2 separate regions of the Mus musculus genome follow, and region 1 is linked to region 2. The links are chromatin contacts, called in public Hi-C maps. All regions are on one chromosome and are shown on one strand. Each heading gives the region's core, a stretch centred on a gene start, on an enhancer-like site or on the middle of the called end of the contact. The rest is flanking DNA. Distances are from core to core; before and after follow the strand shown.

Region 1 (5,061 bases), core at 471-2,970, 59 kb before region 2:
GTTCATTCCCATATCCATAAGCTAGCTTCACTACAGAGTTGAAAGCATTAGTATAACTCACAGCTGGAAGAGAGAAAGATTGCTGCTGTGAGCTCCATGTCATTAAAGGGAAAGTTATTCTGAGATACCTCTATAGTCAGACAATGACACCTAACTATTTGAAACCTTGATTATTTTTTTGTTTGTTTGTAAAAAAAAAAAAAAAAAAGGAGAGGAGAAAATATAACAGAACGCAGCCATGTAGAAGAATATATGGAAAGATAACCACTGGAAGGAGGTTTACTATTTAAAATCATGAAGGGAATTTAGTTTAATCTCTTAGCTCCTTATTTCTGCTGGTAGTTACTGTTATATGCCAACAATTAAGTTACTAGCTTCCCCAGAGAACACTAAAATTACTGACACATACTGACTACTACAAAAATAAACAAGGCCTCTGACAAATGAAGGAAACCATTCCACAATGTAAATGCCCTTCAAAATATTATGTGCATGTTAAAAAATACTATGTAACCTAGTAATTTAAAATAAAAATTTTAAAGGCCTTTTGTTCATACTTTTCCCTACACCCTACATCATCCATACCTTCCACTAAACCACACACATATCCATAGGCACATGTCATTCATCATTATACTTATATTTAAGTCAAAAGACAAATGAATCAGCAAAACCCAAAAATGTAGCTTTTAAAATTACAGCCAAAGCCTGGCATGGTAGTTTGTTATTTGTAAGCCCTGCACTTGCCTGAGGCAGGAGGATTATCATGAGTTTAACGTTAGCCTGGACTGGAGTAGTCAGTCCCAAGCAAACCTGGGCTACAGAGTTAAACATTCATATAAATTGTTTTATTTTTTTTTTCAGACAAACATTGTGTTTCCACTCCTCCCTACTGCATCCTGGCTCTGACCCACACTGTTCAAACCCAAGTCCACACCCACAGCTGGCTCTCTCCAATTTATAAAACAGATTAAAATTCCAGAAATCATGATCCATTTGAGGGTTTACCAAGATCCTCCCTTATTTTCATTCTGTTTTGATGTAACTTTTGAAACAATCTATCTCAAGTACTACAGGCATATCACACTTCTACAAAACAGAATGGTCAAAATAACTGCTTTTTACACGCATGTGTTTAATGTCACACGTACAAAAGTCAATTTACGCCAAATAGAAGTTTAGAAATAGGTATATCATAATGCAATCAGAAATCAAACTGAAAACAGTTCTTCAAATGCAAGTGCTATACTATGTGCTAACATGGTGACTCAATAGGTCAGTAATTAGCACAGAGCTCAAAAAGTGCTTAACATGGAATGTAGGAAAAAAATGATAAATGTAAGCGGTCACTTTAAGAGTAGTTACTGCATAAAGAAATACAAAGATCAAATCCCTTTGTAGCCACAAAAGACACTCCTGCCCTCAGGATTCTCACCAAGTTCCATGCTTACTGATTTCCAGGACATACCCCGCCCTGCTACACACAATTTAACTAGCCTCCTCATCAGCTTTCAACAATATTTAACAGCATGGAGTTTTAGTCCATCAGCCTTCACAAACACGGTCCACATATCATTACTTTGTTGAAGTACTAAGGGGGAAATCATCTGATGCTAAGGCTAATTTATTAATTTATTTATCAAGGACAGGAAGAGCAAAAGGGACAAGGTCTCCCTGGCCAAGGCCAGAATGACATTTGTTAAATTGCCAGGGTTGGCCTGGAACTCACAGTGATCCAGCTGCTACAAGCTGCCAATTCTTTGGATTAAAGGAGCTTGCCACACCACCATGTCAAGCCTCTGTGGTTTCATTTATTTTATTTGGTTGCTTGGTTTTGTTTTTCAAGACTGTGGCTACTTTTAATGCTTACTATCCAAAAAGAAAAAGTCACTTACTCAAAATATCTGAATTAAGCACTACCAATATTAAAAGAAGAAAAAGTAAAATCATAAATAAGGAAAAGATCCAATAATTCTTACATATTTGACTTTTCCTAGTTTTACTATTGTTTATTGAGACAATCTCAACTCTCAGTCATCTTTCTTTGTCTCCCAAGTGTTAGACTGAAAGATTGGACCACATCACATTGTCTAGCTTAATTTTCCCTAATTTTTATATGAAAGAATGTACAATAACTTAAAACCATTTTCAAGCCCTCAGCTGTGTCCTACTATATACCTTCAAAAAAAGGAAACACTTTACTAAGTTTAATAACACAAAGCTAGAAAAAGGAAAAGAGAAGTTTGGGTCTTATCTTACTATAACCAGAAACTTTTACTTGAAGATTTTACTCAAGATCCATAAAGACACCCATTTCAAACCACAGAATATCAGTGCAGGGGAAAGAAAAAAGTTCCTGAAACCCTTTGCACTGTCACCAAATTCTAAACTGAAACTACTGCTGGGCACAGGGTAGGTGCTCACAATTCAGCTATTCAGGCGGCTAAGGAGTTCAAGCCCAGCTGGGAAACAGTGAGACCTTGTAAGAAAGAAAGGAGGAGAGAGGAGGATGGAGGGAAAGGAAGGAAGAAAAGCAGAAAATTAAATTATTAGCTATTGTAGGTATACCCATTTAATAAGATGCCAAAGAAAATATAAATGAAAAGAACAAAATACAAAATTACAGATAGCACGATATGAACCATGTAAAAGTACAATAAAAACAGACTGGAGCCGGGCAGTGGTGGTGCATGCCTTTAATCCCAGCACTTGGGAGGCAGAGGCAGGTGGATTTCTGAGTTCGAGGCCAGCCTGGTCTACAGAGTGAGTTCCAGGACAGTCAGGGCTCTACAGAGAAACCCTGTCTCGAAAAACAAAAACAAAAAAACAAAAACAAAAACAAACAAACAACCCAAGAAAAAAAGAAAAAAGAAAAAGAAAAGAAAAGAAAAAATATGCCAGGCCAGAACAGTGGACAAAGCAGGCAAGCCACATATCTGCCACACCTAACTGGGAAAAGAAGCTGTCTGCCAACATCAGCCTAAGCCATGGCATGCTGCCATTAGGAGTTGGCAGAGCAGAAATTCTCTAGGCAACTTGGAAGGGAAACTCATATGGCCAAGGACATCCTAGGGAAGCAAGGCTGCACTCTGATGAGCTAAACCAGGTACCAGGGTACCAGAGCTGAACCAGAAGATACTCAGCAGACCACAGAGCTCAAGGAAAAAAATCGCACAAAATAAAGAACCCTAAACTAAATCATATTCTCTCTCTCTCTCTCTCTCTCTCTCTCTCTCTCTCTCACACACACACACACACACACACACACACACACACTCAAAAGTAAAGCTTAGGGCTGGAGAGATGGCTCAGGGATGGAGGGCGTGAGAGCACTGCAGCTCTTGTGGAGGACTTCAATTCAGTTCTCAGCATCCCCTCTGTAACTACAGACTCAGGGGATCTAATGCTTGGGTCAGGCACACACTCGGTGTACATACATACATGCAAGCAGAAAACTCAAACACATAAAATAGAAAATTAAGATACACATATATTGAGTTAAGGGTGTAGCTCCATTAGCAGAGCACTTGTCTAACATGCACATGCCCCTGGAGTTGATCCCCAACACCCTATAAACTGAGTGTGGTGGCATGAGCCTGCAACTCCAGCCTTGAGAAGTGAAGGCAGAAGTACAAGATTAATGCCAGTCTAGCTTCACATCAAGTTCAAGGCCAGCATGAATGATAAGAAAGAGACTGTGTTCCAGAAAAAAAGTAAAAGGGAAGAGCCTCCTGTTAGCTGATCACGGTAACTCTAATACTCAGAAGGCTGAAGAGAGCTCAAGAATCCCAGACCAGCCTGAGCTACATTAAAAAAAACAAAAACAAAAAAACAACAACAGAAAAAAACACCAAAAAAACAAAACCCAAAAACATGAGTAGGAAGATGGCTCGGCAGTAAAGGTACTTGCTACACAAGCACGGGGACCTGAGCTCAAATTCCTGGTGCAAAAAGAAAAAAAAAAAAAAAAAACCTTTAAAACTTGAAGACAAAACAACACTATGTTTTTCAGCCATAGCTAAACCTGTATCTTCTGCACCGGGACCCTGGCATGGATATTTTCAAAATGGTCGTGAATTCCTGACTGGGAGACTTGGTAAAGAGGCTCTCTTCCAAAGGTCAGGTGGCTGGAGATCCTGGAGACTGCATCATAGATGGCCTTGGCAAAGCTGCCCAGAGTGGCAGTGAGCATAAATCCAACATAGTCTTGCTTTAACCCACTCATAGCGGTTGTCAATTCTAGGCATCAATGTCTCCTTGGACACAGGAGTTTGAATGATGCCAGTGCCTCTAGAGACAGAGATGCAATACAGAGCTGCACCTGCCTTTTTGTTACCTTTGCACAGGAGGAGAGTACAAGACACAGGTCACATCCTCCAGAGCCTCCCTTCATAAAGACAAAGGCTAGTCTCAAGCCAAGATAGCCCCTCAGACTGTGGTAAGCTATCTTTGAAGCACTGACAACCAAGACCAATTTGGCCATTGCTGTCCATAATGGTGACGGATGCCTGAACCTTATCTGCTTGCCAGCTTGGTCTGCTTCTACACTAGAATGATCTCAGAACCTCACTCTTTCAGACTCAATGGGCAGAAATACACCTCCAAGAGCTCACACCTCTCTCAGATGAGATGGCCCAACTTAGTAGCAACCCTCCAGACTCCCACACTGCATTCTACAAGTATTCTACCTAGCAAACTATATTTTCAGGCTGAGGGAACAGCTCAGTGAGTAGAGTGCTTGCCTTTCAACCCTCAGAACCCATGTAAAAAGCCAAACACAGAAGTGTACTTTGTAATCCCAAAGCTGGGGAGGCAAAGACAGGAGAATCCTGGGACTCACTAGCTAACCAAGCTGGTAAGCTCTAAGCTAATGGGAGACCCTGTATCAAAGGAAGCAGGCGGCATTCCAGTGGATGATACTCACATATGCATGCACACATATTCAGAAATTAAAAGTAAAAATAATAATCTAGGACAGGGCTGAGAGATGGCTCGAGGGATTAAAAGTTCTTACCACACAAGCCTGACAACTTAAGCCTGACCCCTGGGACCCACAAAAAC
Region 2 (5,161 bases), core at 2,509-5,008:
CATTTACATGGAATGAGTATTTCTGTGAGAAGTTGTCCTACTATGTACTATGGTTCAAAGTAGCAAAGCACATTGTATGAAACTTTCAAGTCTCCACCCTCCAGGGAGTACTACCTCCAAAGGCATCAGCTGCCACCAAGAGGACTTCAATCCATACAGCACACCACAAGCAAAGACGTCGGCGCCAGCAGTCTCATGATCAGAAGGCATACAACCGTGGAATGAGGGATGGACTAGAATCCTTCTGGGTGTCATCTAATCAGACAAGCAGTCTCTCGCTCCTAGCTTTACATGTTTGTGTTTAGGTATTTCCATGGGAGATGACAGAGGGCTACGGCTTCTTAAATAGAAGTACCACATATGACCACCAGAGTGCGCACTTCATCTCTCCATTCTCAGTGAGTTAATCTAAAGCCCTTCAGGCATCCTTTAGCCACAGAGAGCTGCAGGTGGCAGGTGGCATTTCAGAAGTGCAAAAAGAAGACTAAGTATGGCTACCCTAAATTCCTGCCCTCTTTCTCTGGCCCTTTCTCTTCCTCCTGTGACCCAGAAGTCTCACATTTACCCTTTGCCCAGCAATTGGTTTCTGCCTTCTTTATCAAGAACCAATTAGGGAAACATCACCTCCCCCTACAGGCCATTACCACACCTCTAGGCTACATCCTCAGACCCCAGTGACTCTCGATGGTGGATTTTTCGTCTGATTCTTTTCTCTAATCCTTGTACTGTCCAGCAACAGACTGATGAAGTAAATCCTCACACTTCACATATTAAAAGTGTGGCTTTCGTATGTGCTAGAGGATTCTCAAGGCTTGCCTGGATTCACAAAGAGTTCAAAAACAGTCTGGACAAGTTTATTGACAAACCTGTCTCAAAATAAAAAGTAAACCGATATAGCTCAGTGGTAGAATATCTGCCTGGCAAGAGCAATGCCCTCACTCAGTTCAAACTCCAACACTAAAAAAATAAAAATAAAAGGTTTGGGAGCCGTCTGTACAACTCGAAATTCAGAGAGCCTGCCTTAAGTTTCCTCACACAGAGAATGAGGAGGGAGCTGCGGGGAGGGCTCAGCAGTTAGGAACGCCTGCTGCTCTTGCAAAGAACCCAGATTCGGTTCCGGCACCCACATCAGGTTGCTCAGAGCCAATTATAACGCCACTCTGGAGAAGCTAATCCCTCTGCTGACCTCTAGGGACATCTGCACATATGTGGCATAGTCACATAGATATACATACACTACAAAATGTTTAAAAATAAGTCCTAGCCAGGCATGGTGGCGCATGCCTTTAATCCCAGCACTTGGGAGGCAGAGGCAGGCAGATTTCTGAGTTCGAGGCCAGCCTGGTCTACAGAGTGAGTTCCAGGACAGCCAGGGCTATACAGAGAAACCCTGTCTCAGAAAATAAATAAATAAATCCTAAGCCGGACAGTGGTGGCACTTGCCTTTGATCACAGCACTTGGGAGGCAGAGGCAGACAGATTTCTGAGTTCAAGGCCAACCTAGTGTACAGAATGAGTTCCAGGACAGCCAGGGCTACACAGAGAAACCCTGTCTCAAAAAAACAAAAAACCAACAAACAAAAAAATCCTAATTTAATTTTTTTAAACTATGTCAAAGTGGTGTATTTGTTAATCAGCTTGGGCGGGGTCATCATTCCACAGAACAGATGCATCAAGTCATGTGCTACATTGTGTACCTTAAATTTATGCCATTTTTTATTTATCAAAAAGTGAAGGAGAGGAACAGAAGAAAGATCTCATAGCAGAATCCTGAGAGCAACTTTATGTTCATCTGGTGAAAACTGATTTCACAGGCAACAACAGACCACAGCAGAAGGGAAGGGTTTACTCAGAAAGTTGCTCGACAAATTGGGCTGGGAATTTTGATCTTCTGCCTCCTAGGGCTTGAACTTTCTTCAGATTGTTGAACATGGTATATTTATCAAGTTTGCAATGTCACAGCTGAATTTGGGACCCCCAGAGAAAGCAAAGCAACTGGATAAATTGAGCACAAGCCAAGGACCATAGCTCTGCTAGCCTAGGCTATGCTATTCCCATAGGAGCTCTGGCTAACTTTTCTTCTCCTTCTCCTTTTTTCCTTCTCCATTTCTCCTTCTTCTCCTTCTTCTTTTCCAAGACAGGGTTTCTCTGTGTAGCCTTGGCTATCCTGGGTTTTGTTTTGTTTTGTTTTGTTTTGTTTTGTTTTTTCGAGACAGGGTTTCTCTGTAGCCCTGGCTGTCCTGGAACACACTCTATAGACCAGGCTGGCCTCAAACTCAGAAATCCTCCTGCCTCTGCCTCCCAAGTGCTGGGATTAAAGGCATGTGCCACCACTGCCCGGCTCTGGCTAACTTCTCAGAAGGTAATTTTAAATTTGCTATTTGAAAGGTAGGGCTTCTGTTTGTTTTGAGACAGGCTTTCACAACATAGCCGTACTGACACTGAACTAGCAGCAATCCTCCTGCTTCTGCCTCCCCAGTGCTGGGATCACAGGTATGCACCACCATGCCTAGCTTAGGACAATTTTTGAGCAATTAAGTTTCAGCTAAGTGAGTAGGGAAGAGCACCAGCTTTGCCTTTGGTGTGGACAGATCTGAGTTGAAGGTCACCATGAAAAACTGGTTCCATGGCAGAACCTCCACACGCTTCAGTATTCTAAGAAACAAAGGAAATAATCGAATTAAGTGAAGGTCTATTGAGACCAGGAAAGTGAAACCCTGGTAGAGTCCTAGCCCCCAGCAGTACTCAACAGTGGCTCCTAACAATACAATGCAGTTGGCCCAGAAGGCTTGGGAGAGAGAGCAGCCTTGTGCACTTTCCTCCCAATTCCAAGTTCCTGGATGCCATGTTGATATTTTGAAATTGACCATGGTAGGAATATTTACACCGTAAACACCAGTGAATGCTACCTGTGGGTATCTTCTGGGCAGGTGGGGGAATCTTCCCCAGTCACTTTAGTTGTCATCATTGTTCCTGAGTGCCAGCGCACCCCTCCCTTGGAGAGGCATCTCACACACATCCATGCTGCCATGAAGTGACGACTCACCACAAGCAGCTACTTCTACAAGGCAGTTTCTTTGTTTCCTCACCCCAAACTTCCATTTTTAGAGGCTATGAGCATCACTGGGAACTCTGTCTCACAGTGTGGTAGGAAATGATTCAATTCAATTAACACTGTCCACTGGCCGGGTGTCACAGCATGCACTTGTAATCTGGTACTTGGGAGGCAGAAGTAGGAATATCACAAGTTCAAGAACAGCCTAGGCTACCCTCTAGGTATCACCACCATGCTCTCTTAGACACTCTCTTAGAGTCTCCTTGACTCCTCTAAACAGAAGTTGGGCCAACAGGTCCAGGGGTTCAAGAGCCACACTTGCGGGATGATGCATCTGTCTTCCATTTCCCACCATGCATCTCTGGGTAGACCTAGGGCCCCCCTCTCTCTTCTTGAGTCCCACATGACCATGCCCAGGAAAGTTTAAGGGAGACTTCCCCTGGGGCAACCCCCTCACTCACTCACTCACTCACTCTGGAGCCTGATTCCTCTCAGGACCCCCTTCCACACCACGACCAGCCTTCATGGGCCTCTGCTGGAGCCACGAAGGGCAGTGGGAAGGTAGCTTTTAAAAACAGAAAAACAAAAAACAAAAAACAAAACTGGAGTAGTTAGCTTCACTAGAATGGGGACCAGAAAGAGGAAGTGTGGTCAGGCTAGTGCCTGCAGCCTCCAAGGGTGAGTGAGGGTATGTGGGCGATCAAGCCTCTCCCCAGTTGTGCTTGAGTAACACCCTCAGTCCACAGCTGTCTCCCCAGCTGCTTCCAGTGAACACCCCGGCAGTCTAGGTAAGTGCTTCAACTTGCTTTTCCCACCATAGTCATCTGTCCATGTTGCTGTTAGACGTGTGGCCAAATAGGCAACCCCACAGGCACAGGCTGAGGGGACTGTCGCTCGAGGCTGTAGTACACAGCCGGGTACAACTGGAGAAAGAGTGGCCTGGAAGAGTTCACTTGGCGTGGCTGCTGAGTGACGCTGGCCATCTCCTTACTCCTCCAGTGTGTGTGCCAGGCAAGGCAAGTTTACCTGGAAGGATGAAGTCACAGTTGGGAGTGAGTTGTGTGAAGTGTGAGGAATTATCGCTATCTGCATAGTGTCTGTAATATCTGGTATTTGATTGGTAGAGGACCCGCACTGTACTGTGTATTGTAAACGCTGGCTACCTCTCAGTGCTCTTGGATGAAAGAATCAGAACAGCACGCCTCTCGGTGCCTTTGGCACTCAGCCTCTGGTGTCTGGGATTTATAAGGCACTTGCCAACCTTCAGAAGCCTCGGGACTCAGAGGTGTTCAGCTGGCGTGAGACCTCGATGGAGCCTTCTGCTTTTGACCTCTGGAAATCAATGTTCTCAATTCTTTTTTTTTTTTTTTCTTATAGAAAATATTTTCCTTTCTCTGTTTGGGAATTTTTCCTGCATGTGTGTCTGCGTATCATATACATGCCTGGCGTCCTTGGAGGAGAGATGAGGCCATCAGATCCTTGAAACTGAACTTACAGATGGTTGTGAGCCACAACACCGTGCTGGGAACGGAACTTGGGACTCCTCTGAAAGAGCAGTCATTGTTCTTAACCACTGAGCCATGTCACTAGCTCTTCAGAAATCATTTTTTCAATCCCTGTATTATGCCATAGACCATGTGGGAGGATCAGCATCTCCAGAAGTGTGTCAGGATGGAGTTCCTCCCGCCTTCTCCCCTCTCCCCCTCCCCCTTCTCCCTTCTCCCTTCCTTCTCCTCCCTTCTCCCTACATCTATCTCTTCCTCCCCTTTTCCTCCCTTTCTCCCCTGTTCCTGTTTCCTTTTTTCCTAGCAAATAGATGTATTTCCTAACTGTAGGTAAACAAATCTGCTAGATAAGCAATAAGCTGTGGGGACTGAGCATGTATGGATAGAACTGAGTCCTATGATATAATAAATCAGACTCAGGATTAATGTGCGGCCGTCCCGGCTTGCTAAGCTGTCATGCTGAGACACACATGCAGCAAGCAGCAGGACAGTGTGGGCAACTGCCAGTCCAGTTATTGGCCCAAACACTGTGTTAACACATGCAGGCATCAGAGCTAGCCATAACAGAGTTAAATATCAGTGGAGACAGGCATTCATTATG

Evidence for each region. A called contact is a pair of places that touch in the nucleus more often than the background predicts.
Region 1: a contact with region 2 is called in a Hi-C map of liver, with 1.7 times the contacts expected there. The contact joins the enhancer-like site here to the promoter of Scimp in region 2. A contact is called at or near these places in 1 of 15 datasets of contacts at CTCF or cohesin (CD8 T cells), 4 of 484 Hi-C or Micro-C datasets (liver and myocytes), 1 of 115 datasets of contacts at active chromatin or transcription factors (pancreatic cancer cells) and 2 of 9 other capture datasets (adipose tissue and pancreatic islet).

The regions. Positions count from the first base shown.
Region 1 is chr11:70,868,555-70,873,615 of GRCm38.p6, reverse strand. The region is part of intron 1 of Rabep1 (rabaptin, RAB GTPase binding effector protein 1); the gene reads right to left. Among named protein-coding and RNA genes, the nearest start is that of Rabep1, 26 kb to the right of the region's middle. Within about 2 kb of position 1,720, at least 45 of the 459 cell types and tissues checked have an H3K27ac peak or open chromatin away from gene starts, as enhancers often do. A contact at or near this core is called in CD8 T cells, adipose tissue, liver and 1 more, where this site is marked.
Region 2 is chr11:70,811,158-70,816,318 of GRCm38.p6, reverse strand. Scimp (SLP adaptor and CSK interacting membrane protein) reads left to right here and starts at 3,758. Exons shown (of 5, transcript NM_001045526.2): 1 at 3,758-3,843.